Regions from separate parts of the Salmo salar genome. Here region 2 is linked to region 1. The links are chromatin contacts, called in public Hi-C maps. All regions are on one chromosome and are shown on one strand. Each heading gives the region's core, a stretch centred on a gene start, on an enhancer-like site or on the middle of the called end of the contact. The rest is flanking DNA. Distances are from core to core; before and after follow the strand shown.

Region 1 (5,581 bases), core at 2,081-4,580:
AACAGCTTAGCCTGTTGTATTTAAGCTTATATCACTACTGTATCCAGAGGTTGTAGAAAGATGGAATGATACCCAAAGGACATTGAGAACCTTTATTCTCCAGGCAGGTGATGACCCCAGAGATAACGTTGGGTGGTGGTGGTGAAGTAGGGAGGGACAGGTTACGGGAGCTCTACCTATATGGGTGAGCAAGGCTTACCAAATTCAACTCCTCATTCTGCCTGACTGCTTCTGTATAAGCGCCATCAAGTTAGCTCTGCAGTTCAGTCAACAGATCTTTAAACTGAAATGAAGTGTGAGATGTTTTTAACGAGCGGTTGTGGGACCCGGGGAAACAACGCTACACAGCTGAAGCAAGGGAACGGCTTGGGTGATCGGCTACAAGTGTCCTAGTAGTGAATTAGGGTGTGAGTGTCCTAGTAGAGAATTAGGGTGTGAGTGTAATAGCATCTAAAGCTGTTTAGGAGAGTTCGATTGTTCTAGATCTGACCAATGATCTACAACGACCTAGATAAAATACTCTCACTCTCTGGAGAAACTTGTGATGATATGAATGAATGCAGCTGGAATGTTTCTGTTCTGTGTGCCTGCAAAGGGACTCCATTGATTTAACAGGAAACAACTAGAAAAACATGAAGTGCTGTAAGTTACTGTGTGAAGTTCGCAAACCCTCTAAAACAGAGCATTCTACAATGAAAAATGTGTGTTGTGTGTATGAATGTAATGTCCAACTGTTGCATGTACTAACACAATGGTGGATACCACAAACAGTAAACAAAGAGACATGCTCCATAAACATATAGTAAGTACAGTAACACCCATAAACAATGCAGAGGGGAATGACTACATTTGCATTTTATCAGACACTCTTATCCAGAGTAATTAGGGTTAAGTGCCATGCTTAAGGGCACAGAGACTTTTCACCTAGTCATCTCGGGGATTCCAACCAACAACCTTTTGGTTACTGGTCCAACGCTCTTAACCACTAGGCTACCTGCCGCCCAATGACTATATAGATGGATAACCACTATGACATGACCGAGTATGACAGGAAGTTGAGTCAGCTCACCTCGCTGACCTCCGTCACATAGGTGGCGCTCTCGTACTCTGCTCTCTCCAGCTCAGACTCAAGGTACTGCTTGTCTCTTCTCAACTATGGACGAACAAAATACTGCATTTTTAGCTATATATGAAAATCAATTAAAGTGAATGAGTCAACTGATGTAAAGTGCCTAAATAATACAATTGCTGAGCGGTATGTAAAGTGTTAAACTGAAGGACTGACGTTGTCCAGCTCCCCGAGGTCGCTCATTCTGTCCACCTCCTGCTCCAGTGTTGCCACTTTCACACTCATCTAGGAAAGAAAGGGCAGGAGAGTGACTATAAGCACCACACCAGAGGATGCTGGTGGAAGGAGCTATAGGAGGTCATTGTAATGGCGGGAATGAAGGAACTGAGTCAAACGTGGTTTCCATGCATTTGATGCTGTCCCATTTATTCCATTCCAGCCTTACAATGAGCCCATCCTCCTATAGCTCTTCCCACCAGCCTCCACTGCACCCCACATACCAATGATATTGTTAAAAGTGCAATAAACACAACTTGAGGTTAATTGAATGTTCTTCAGTGTTCACCTCTTTCAGCTCTGTCTGTGACAGATTCAGCTTCACCTTCCAGCGAGACTCCTCCTGCTCCACACTGCTCTGGAGGCGCTGCAGGATACCCTCCTGTGGACAGTAGAGGGTATTACAGGTTAGTTTCATAGCCTCATGACACATTTTTTACGTAATCTACAGGACACTGAGAGAGCGTCGCCTCACCGTCTCAGCCAACACTTTCTTGTATGTCTCACAATCTTTCTGTAGAACCTTCTGGGTCTCTTCTGATTCCTTCAGCTTATCAGCCAATATCTGGTGAACAGAACAGCTCTGGTTTCACTTCTTTCCACCTCAGTTCTCAGACATTTTAAAACATACAAGTATTTTTTATAGGAAACCTTGGTGTCCTCTGAGCCCCCTGGAGCTGGAGGTCTGGGCTCTGCTGCTAGGGTCACCTCTGCTGCCGGGGCCTCTTTCACTGCAGTCTCAAACCTCTGCAGCCACTCCTGGTGGTTCTGAGAGATACACAACAATAGACCATGTGGAACAGATTAACTTAGAATTTAATATCACATCATGTGGTTCTCTGAAGCTCAGTTGGTAGAGCATGGCTCTTGCAACGCCAGTATAGTGGGTTCAATTCCCGGGACACCCATACGTAAAACGTATGCATGCATGACAGTCGCTTTGGGTAAAAGTGTTTGCTAAATGGCATATTATATACTGTATTATGTGAGACCTTACATGTTCAGTGGGAAGAGGCACGTTGGGTAGCAGTCTGTGCAAAACATCTCGACACTCTACCTGAGCTGTCTCCAGGGCTGTCTGGTGCTCCTGAAGAGGTAGAGAGGGAGAAGGAGGAAGAGAAAAGGGGACGTTCAACATGGACTACACTCAGGGCTCTCTCTCACACACACACACACGCACACACACAGCTGTGCAGGGAAACAGCCAACACCTCAAATCGCTACCTCTGCTCGCTTGGTTTCACCCCTCCCATCTCAGAGTGCATACAGGAGCATGGCCTGTGACAAACGCAACTCCCTCTCGACGACACTCCAGTGTAACAAACAGCGGCTCAATTATTTAGTGTGCTTCAAGCAAGTATTCATCCACCCCAGTGTTCAGCAGCCACACCACCACGAGACGAGTTCATTAAGTTTAGACCCTGCTCTGCTCTCCTCAGGTTCACAAAGTTCACATTGGTCTCCTTTCAAGGAGGAACATGTTACTCACTCTTGTTCACTCAGTTGCAGTAATGCCCCGGAGGAGCTAACATTTTTCCCATGGAGCACCACACGTTCTTCCATTATGAAGAACCACCAAACAAAACACACTACGTTGGTACCATTAATCACACTAGCTGCACAGGGCTCGAAACTCTCAGGAGGAGAGAGATGTCTTGTATAACCCATCTTACCCTCCGATGGAGTGAGTCCTGTAAGGGACCGCTGGCGCAGTCACCTCTACTCTCATTAACACCTTGTGTTGTAAGGGGAAAGGGATCTACGCTGTGACATATGCTTTGGATTGTGTATGAGCATGCATTTTCCTGAGCGCACACAACAGGTGTCCAGGAACTCCTACACTCAGCTTAAATGAAGGCCATTTTTACTGTACCAAGATGGCCGAGAGCAGCTGCTGGGAAAATCAGTTCACTATGTACCCGGTCTGCTTTATGGACATGAGGAGCGAGTCACTAGGGGTTAGAACTGTGGCAAAAATATACCGAGCCCCCACAACTGTTTATAGTAGGAGAGCAATCTGTTAGTCTATGGTTTATTAGTGGGTCCCTAAATACACACGGCTAAGCAAAGGGTCATGGCAGATCATATTCTCACTGATGAAGAAGACTAGAAAAACCCCTAGGAAACAGCTGGGTGGATATTAACAGCAGCTACAGCAGAAGACCATGTGCCAATATTACTGTCTGCTTTCTACACTAAACTAAAATATAAAAAGCAACACGTAAAATGTTGGTCCCATATTTCATGAGCTGAAATAAAAGATCAAGAACAAAATAGCGTATTTCTCGCATATCTGCACAAATCTCTGCAGTTGTCACACAATACGTTACAGATGCCAAAAGTTTTGAGGGAGCGTGCAATTGGCATGCTGACTGCAGGAATGTCCACCAGAGCTGTTGCCATGGAATTGAATGCTCATTTCTCTACCGTAGGCCGCCTCCAACGTCATTTGAGAGAATTTGACAGTACGTCCAACCGGCTTCACAATCGCAGACCACGTGTATGGCATCGTGTGGGCGAGCAGTTTGCTGATGTCAGTGTTGTGAACAGAGTGCCCCATGGTGGTGGTGGGGTTATGGGCAGGCATAAGCTACGGACAACAAACAGAATTGCACTGTATCAATGGCAATTTGAATGCACAGAGATGCCGTGACGAGTTCCCGAGGTCCATTGTCGTGCCATTCATCCGCCGCCATCACCTCATGTTTCTTCAGCATTACAATGCACGGCCGCATATCGCAAGGGTCTGTACACAATTCCTGGAAGCTGAAAATGTTCCAGTTCTTCCTTGGCCTGCATACTCACCAGACATGTCACCCATTGAGCAGGTTTGGGATGCTCTGGATCGACGTGTATGACAGTATGTTCCAGTTCCCGCCAATATCCAGCAACTACGCTCAGTGGGACAACATTCCACAGGCCACAATCAACAGCCTGATCAACTCTATGCAAAGGAGATGTGTCACACTGCATGAGGCAAATGGTGGTCACACCAGATATTAACTGGTTCTGATCCACACCCCTACCTTTTTTTTTTAAGGTACAGCATGTGACCAACAGATGCACATCTGTATTCCCATTCTCATATGAAATCCATAGATTAGAGCCTCATTTATTTATTTCAATTGGTGTAAAGTATTTAAGTAAAAATACTTTAAAGTACTAAAGTGGTTTTTTTTGTAGATCTGTACTTTATATTTGACAACTTTTACCTAACTATATTCCTAAATAAAAGGATGCAATTTTTACGCCATACATTTTCCCTGGTCCAATTCACACACTTATCAAGAGAATGCCCCTGGTCATCCCCACTGCCTCTGATCTGGCGGAGTCACTAAATACACATGCTTTGTTTGTAAATGTGTTTGAGTGTTGGAGTGTACCCTTGGCTATCAGTAAATAAAATAAAATTGTGTCTACTGGTTTGCTTAATATAAGGAACTTGAAATGATTCATACTTTTGATACTTAAGTATATTTTACTCAAGTAGTATTTACTGGGTGAGTTTTACTTGAGTCATTTTCAATTAAGGCATCTTTACTTTTACTCAAGTATGACAATTGGGTACTTTTTCCACCACTGCTGATTTTAAATTGTGGCATGCTGTGTTTATATTTTTGTTCAGTATATAAGTCAATGCAGTAAGGTGGTGGCGTACACAAATTGAAAGATTTCTGTATGTTGATCAATAGTATCACTGTTATTTTATCATGTTTTCAAAAAAGATTTTACACAAAATAATGATGTTGACTGATTGCACATATTCTGGACGGCAATTCTGCAGGATCAAATGGAACACATGCAGAATTGGGGAAAGGAAATGAGAGAAGCACATAGCAGGAAATGAGAGGAGCATCACGAAGATCATGGATCTCAAACTCATTATGACCATCCAGCTACATGAAATCTGGAGTCAGTCACAGCACACTCATTTTCAATTCCCAGTTTTTCTTTGTACTGGAATTTAGGTAGTTATATAACTGTACAAGTAAAGCAGATTCTAGTGCAGAATAGCAAGCAGAACTCAAGAACAGGAGTGGTAAAGTTCTACATAAAATTCATTAGTCTTTCTGAAATTCCTGAGGGGAATAGCTAATGGAGACAATTATTCAGGGCCAGAGTGCAGAAAGAGGGGAGAAATCAGTATGCAGCAGCATATGTATGAATAATGGAGTAACCTCACTGGTCGATTATGGCAATAGCTGTTTGGGGATGAATCAGGTTTTCAATCTAGAG
Region 2 (5,581 bases), core at 1,934-4,433, 38 kb after region 1:
AATTTAAGTCTTGCAAATAAACCCAACAGAGATACTGAGAGGGAGACATTGATAAGAACCAGCCATTACATTCCTCAGTATCCAGGTTAAGCCATGAGGTTTACTGCAGCGCCTCTCTGAAGCCAGAGGCTGATAAGGTATCTCAGCAGTCAGCCCTGTGGGTGCCAACAAATAGAACCACCACCCCTTCAAGCCATATCTGGAATAAGACTCACAAGAGAAAGCTGCCATTCACACACACACACACACACACACACACACACACACACACACACACACACACACACACACACACACACACACACACACACACACACACACACACACACACACACAGTCCTAACTGACCAATCACTACTGGGTTGTATTAATTACGCTGAATCTGTTGCAAAACGTTTCTTAAACGGTGGCAAACGGGGGAAGAACCTAACTGAATTTGTCCAATAGAAACTCTTGTTTTAGTTGCAAAACTTCTTTGGGCTAATAATTACAACCCTAATGTAAGGAAAAGGACCAGGGGTCTGGACGTATATCGCCTACTGCAAAAATACCTCATATGGCTGCAACATAAGGAGAGCATTTACCAAATGTCATGCAATAGAGATTTTGTAGATGGCCCCTGTCAACACAAGTCGCTGGGTAATGAATAAGAGCACTTGGGGGACTTTATCCAGTTAAAATGTTAGACATGACAAGCAGAGATCATATTAAATACTGGAGTAGCCTAGCTAGTTAAACACAAACGTCAAGGATCACTCATTCTTCACAACAGCTACAGATGGTGGGAGAGAAATGCACACTGATGTGAGGCTCACAACAATCATTGTATTAGACAATTAGAGATCACATAAGCCTAACAGCCATTTAGGTGCAGATGACTGGAAAAATTCAAAACAGTCATCCCTCCACCCATTAAAACAGTGTAATGCTGTGAATGTAACCAGCTAGCTAATGAAACTATTCTACAGATAAAGTAGTAATTTCCTTCACCCACAAAACTGCCTACAATGGGTGTTTTGGGCCATGCTTAATATGAGAACAGGCTCTGTTCTAAGCAAAACTCCCCTAGCTAGTATTGCATAAGGCCTAGCCCCTAGGCTAATCAGTTCTGTTTCAAGGTGATGAAATGTTCCGTCTCTGCTAGCATGCCTTCCATGTCCTTGCGCGTAAGTTTGCAAGCAGCACTTGTGGTTAGATATTGTTCTGCTATTATCTTACTAACCATAATGCGAATGTATTATCTATACTGAACAAAAACAAATGCAACAATTAAAGATTTTACTGAGCAACAGTTCATAAGGAAATAAGTCAATTTAAATAAATGAATTAGGCCCCAATCTATGGATTTCATTTGACTGGGAATACAGATATGCAAAAAAGGTAGGAGCATGGATCAGTAAACCAGTCAGTATCTGGTGTGACCACCATTTGCCTCATGCAGCGCAACATCTTCGCATAAAGTTGATCAGGTGGTTGATTGTGGCCTGTGGAGTGTTGTCCCACTCCTCTTCAATAGCTGTGCGAAGTTTCTGGATATTGGCAGGAACATGCTGTCGTACACGTTGATCCAGAACATCCCAAACAAGCTCAATGGGTGACATGTCTGGTGAATATGCAGGTCATGGAAGAACTGGGACATTTTCAGTTTCCATGCGACGTGGGGCCGTGCATTATCATGCTGAAACATGAGGTGGTGGCAGCGATGAATGGCATGAATGGGCCTCAGGATCACTTCACGGTATCTCTGTGCATTCAAATGCAACTGTGTTTGTTGTCTGTAGCTTTTGCCTGTCCATACCCCCACCATGGGATACTCGGTTCACATTAGCAAACCGCTCGCCCACACGATGCCATACATGTGGTCTGCGGTTATGAGGCTGGTTGGAAATAGTGACAAAGTAAATAAAACGACGTTGGAGAGAGCTTATGGTAGAGAAATGAAGAATAAATTCCCTGGTAACAGCTCTGGTGGACATTCATGCAGTCAGAATGCCAGTTGCACACGCCCTCAAAACATGACATATGTGGCATTGTGTTGAGTGACAAAAGTGCATATTTTAGTGGTCTTTTGTACCCAACACAAGGTGCACTTGTGTAGTGATCATGCCATTTAATCACCTTGATATGCCACACCTGTCTGGTGGATCACATCTTGGCAAAGGAGAATAGCAAACTAATTGTAGCACATTTGAGAGAAAGAAGCTTTTTGTGAGTTTGGAACATTTCTGGGTTCTTTTGTTTCAGCTCATGAAACAAGGGACCAACACTTTACATGTTGCGTTTATACATTTGTTCATTGTAACTTGCTAGCAATGTACATCTGAATGGTGGACACGATACTGACTGGAGGGCTTTGGTAAGGCCTTGCTTTGGATACCAACTGGCTAGTTACAAAGCCGTACTGTCATTTAACTAGGAGCCCACATGTTTGTGGGTAGTTAATGGATAACTAACCACTCCGGCTTTTCCAGTGAAGCCTACCTTACTTTAGCCACAAACGAAGTACGCCGTCTTTTTGGGTCAGGGCGTTTAGCTAGCTAAGTAGTTTGCTGTCTAAGGTAAGCTAGCTAGCCAGCCAGCAATAAATGAAGTGATTAACGTTACGTTAGTTAGCCAGTTCCATCTGTGTCAACGTGCTACAAATCATGACACTTGCGGGAAAACTTGTCTGGTCAGTGAGTGACGTCTCGATGCGCACGGACATAGTTATATTTTAAACAGGTGAAATGCTGGAAACAATAATTTGTTGTTTACAAATAACGTTCCCAAAACAGCTACTAACCCAGGAGTACAGCACCTGAGAAGCCAATCCCAACAAAAAGGCCTCGCCTTTAAAGTCATCCGGCCCTCTGTCCTAAAATCTGACCCGCTCTTGCGTCCCGATTTTCCGGCAGTGCGTTGGGGCTAGTGCAAGGCCCAGATTATTGTTTCAGCTAAGCAAAGCCTTGCGTGACTAGCTCGTTTTAAAAATAAATAATAATGTATGAGAAAATGTAATGTACATACCCTGAGGTGTTTTAGTGCCGCAGTTTCCTAAATGTTGAAATTAAATGGAGAGTTCCCCAGAGCAGCACAACTCAACGCTGCCTGTGTATCTTGTTTCGCGGGGGCGGGTCGATATGTCTCAGCACACAGCGTATAATAAAATGAAGAGAGGACTGGAGATGAGGATATAGAAAAGGCAGGGCCTTCTTCTCTGATAGGGGTTTTGAAGCAACGTGGGTGTTTAAAATGTTGGCCCCTCCCTTGTGCCGCTCCATGTTAATAATAGACACTTAGAAAATATAAAAATGTTTTATTTAAATATTACAGATTAACATTGAGAAAACAAATACTACAAATATCTAACAATGTCATTGAATATCATTATAGAAGATAGTCAAAGAGCATCACTCATAAGTCCACAAGCTTCCTCTCTCCTCACCATCTCATCACCCCCTTCCCACCCTTTGACATCCCTTTCCTCATCTGACTCATTCTTCCTCTGTCTCCATGGACACAGGCTCTCCTATGACCTGCAGCTCTGCTTCATAGTGTCTCTTCAGGCCCTTCAGATAGATGCGCAGGCTGTCAGGGTCCAGCCTGGAGTTCCTGGCTGTCTGCAGGAGCCGAGTGGCCAGGTGGTACACTGCTCTCTGCCGTTGCGTTTCCGGATCACTGTGGTGCTTGGCCTGAGTTAAGGTAGGAGGAAGACGACAGGTTGACGGACAAGCAGGGACTTCAGAGAATAAGATGATGGATAGTAAGTTAGATCTAAATAATGATACTGGAAAAGCATGGCCTACTGGAAAAGCATACCAAGAGCTGTTGGCTGACTTTAGAGCTAATCGCCTTTGCTTCTTGGATTATGGTTAAAGGCAGTGCAGTCATCTCCGCAGCCCTCAGACCTGCAAGTTGAACATTACAGTAAACCTTTTACAATTAAGGTGAATGATTGAGATTGGACAATGTTAAGTGTCTGTCTGTATTTCCTTACCGTAGTTTCTTTCCTCAGAGCTTCCACGGCTCAGCAGGAAGGTATAGATGACACGCTCTGTACCTGTGTCACCAGTGCGGGTGTGCTGAACCTCCATGTGCTGGTTTTCCACATTGGGGTACAATGTCTCCAGCTCACATAGTTCCAGGAAGTGTGTGGCGAACAGCGTGAACGCCTGGGACCAGCAGGTAAACAGCTGAGCACACATATTTATCTTATGATAGATTGTGAACTGAGCAGTGCAAGTAACAGGAAGTCAAAGAAAAGAAAGGCCTCCATGATTCATACACAAAATCCAATTAATCATATATTGTTTCAGACAGGAGAGAGGTACTGTGCTAGTTGGCCACACCGTACCTACCCTGAGGCTAAGGAGGAATTCGCAGACAGAGTGACAGATGCCGACACCCTCCTCAGCACTAGTACCACGCCCAAGTTCGTCTATGATAATGAGAGACCTATCACTCACATTATGGATTAAATATGAGACCTTGGGAGTACAAAGAAATTAATCAGAATTACTTTGCGGTATTTCGAAAATACATACAAAACCACTGAGTGGCAAATATGTATGGGAAATGTACCTCCTTCATTTCCACCATAAAGGTTGAGGAGTTTGTCTCAAAGTCATCATCCACCCCGATTCTGGTGAAAATCTGGTCAGCAATGCGGAAGGAGGCATACTCAGCAGGGACAAAGGAACCTAGGAAAGATGAGATTCATTATATAAGTAGCCTGTGAATAAGCCTTTTGAATGGTTACAACACTGAAAATGAAGTTAATTATATAACTACATTCCATTTTAAATTAATTTTATGGTTTCTCCACCCACCTATCTGAGCCATGATTTGGCACAGCGCCACCTGTTTGAGGTAGGTGGACTTGCCGCTCATGTTGGGCCCAGTGATGATGACAAAGTTGCTGCCCTCAGAGATGTAGCTGTTGTTGGACACGGGCTGCTGGCCAACGATGCGCTCCAGAATGGGGTGACGACCCTGCTTGATGGCCAGTGTGTCTGTGAACTCAGGACGCACTGCAGGCACAGAGAAGGAAAACAACTTTAGGAAGAACACAATACAATTCAAATTCATAATTACATGGTTGGTAAATAAATGTTTTACTTGGTGTTGAATTGCTGTGGATGACAGTTGGGTTTGTTATTTTATTACACATTTTATGAGAAAGTTCAAAACACTTCTAGCATGCAGTCGAAACATACATCTACAGTAATCATGTCTTGCAGAAAGATTGGTCTGGTCAAATACAGTAATGGTTTCGTGACCAGGGTAATCTGAGAGTGAGAGGACTGAGACAGAGAAGGCCGGCAGTCAGCACGTGTCTCTCCAGAGATCCTGTTTCAGACAGCTGTGGGCCATTGGTCACCAACCACATGGTTATGGGAGCTGCTGCCCAGACAACTTAAGCTAGCAGGACAACCAATGTTAAATAGAGAGCAGATCACAGCAGCCTCTTTGTCACTTATAAAGGAGAACAGAGGGTGCTGCTGCTGACACACTATTTACTCATGCTGCTATGACTGGCTGCTATGTGAGATGGATGAGTGGGTGGGTTTCTTCAGATACTGTCTAGACTCAGAGCGAGGTC

What was found. A called contact is a pair of places that touch in the nucleus more often than the background predicts.
Region 2: a Hi-C map of muscle shows a contact between it and region 1, with 6 times the contacts expected there. The contact joins the promoter of LOC106611015 here to the enhancer-like site in region 1. A contact is called at or near these places in 2 of 3 Hi-C or Micro-C datasets (gill and muscle).

What each region holds. Positions count from the first base shown.
Region 1 is chrssa09:22,309,746-22,315,326 of Ssal_v3.1, forward strand. LOC106611015 (kinectin) reads right to left here. Exons shown (of 34, transcript XM_045723483.1): 25 at 2,343-2,432; 26 at 1,997-2,113; 27 at 1,821-1,910; 28 at 1,635-1,727; 29 at 1,286-1,354; 30 at 1,070-1,153. Among protein-coding and RNA genes, the nearest start is that of LOC106611016, 12 kb to the left of the region's middle. Within about 2 kb of position 3,331, at least 1 of the 13 cell types and tissues checked has an H3K27ac peak or open chromatin away from gene starts, as enhancers often do. A contact at or near this core is called in muscle, where this site is marked.
Region 2 is chrssa09:22,347,589-22,353,169 of Ssal_v3.1, forward strand. It overlaps LOC106611015 (kinectin), which reads right to left and starts at 3,184. Exons shown (of 34, transcript XM_045723483.1): 1 at 3,007-3,184. It overlaps msh4 (mutS homolog 4), which reads right to left. Exons shown (of 20, transcript XM_014210958.2): 15 at 4,809-5,009; 16 at 4,561-4,679; 17 at 4,338-4,466; 18 at 3,977-4,172; 19 at 3,799-3,887; 20 at 3,279-3,671. The coding sequence ends at 3,474.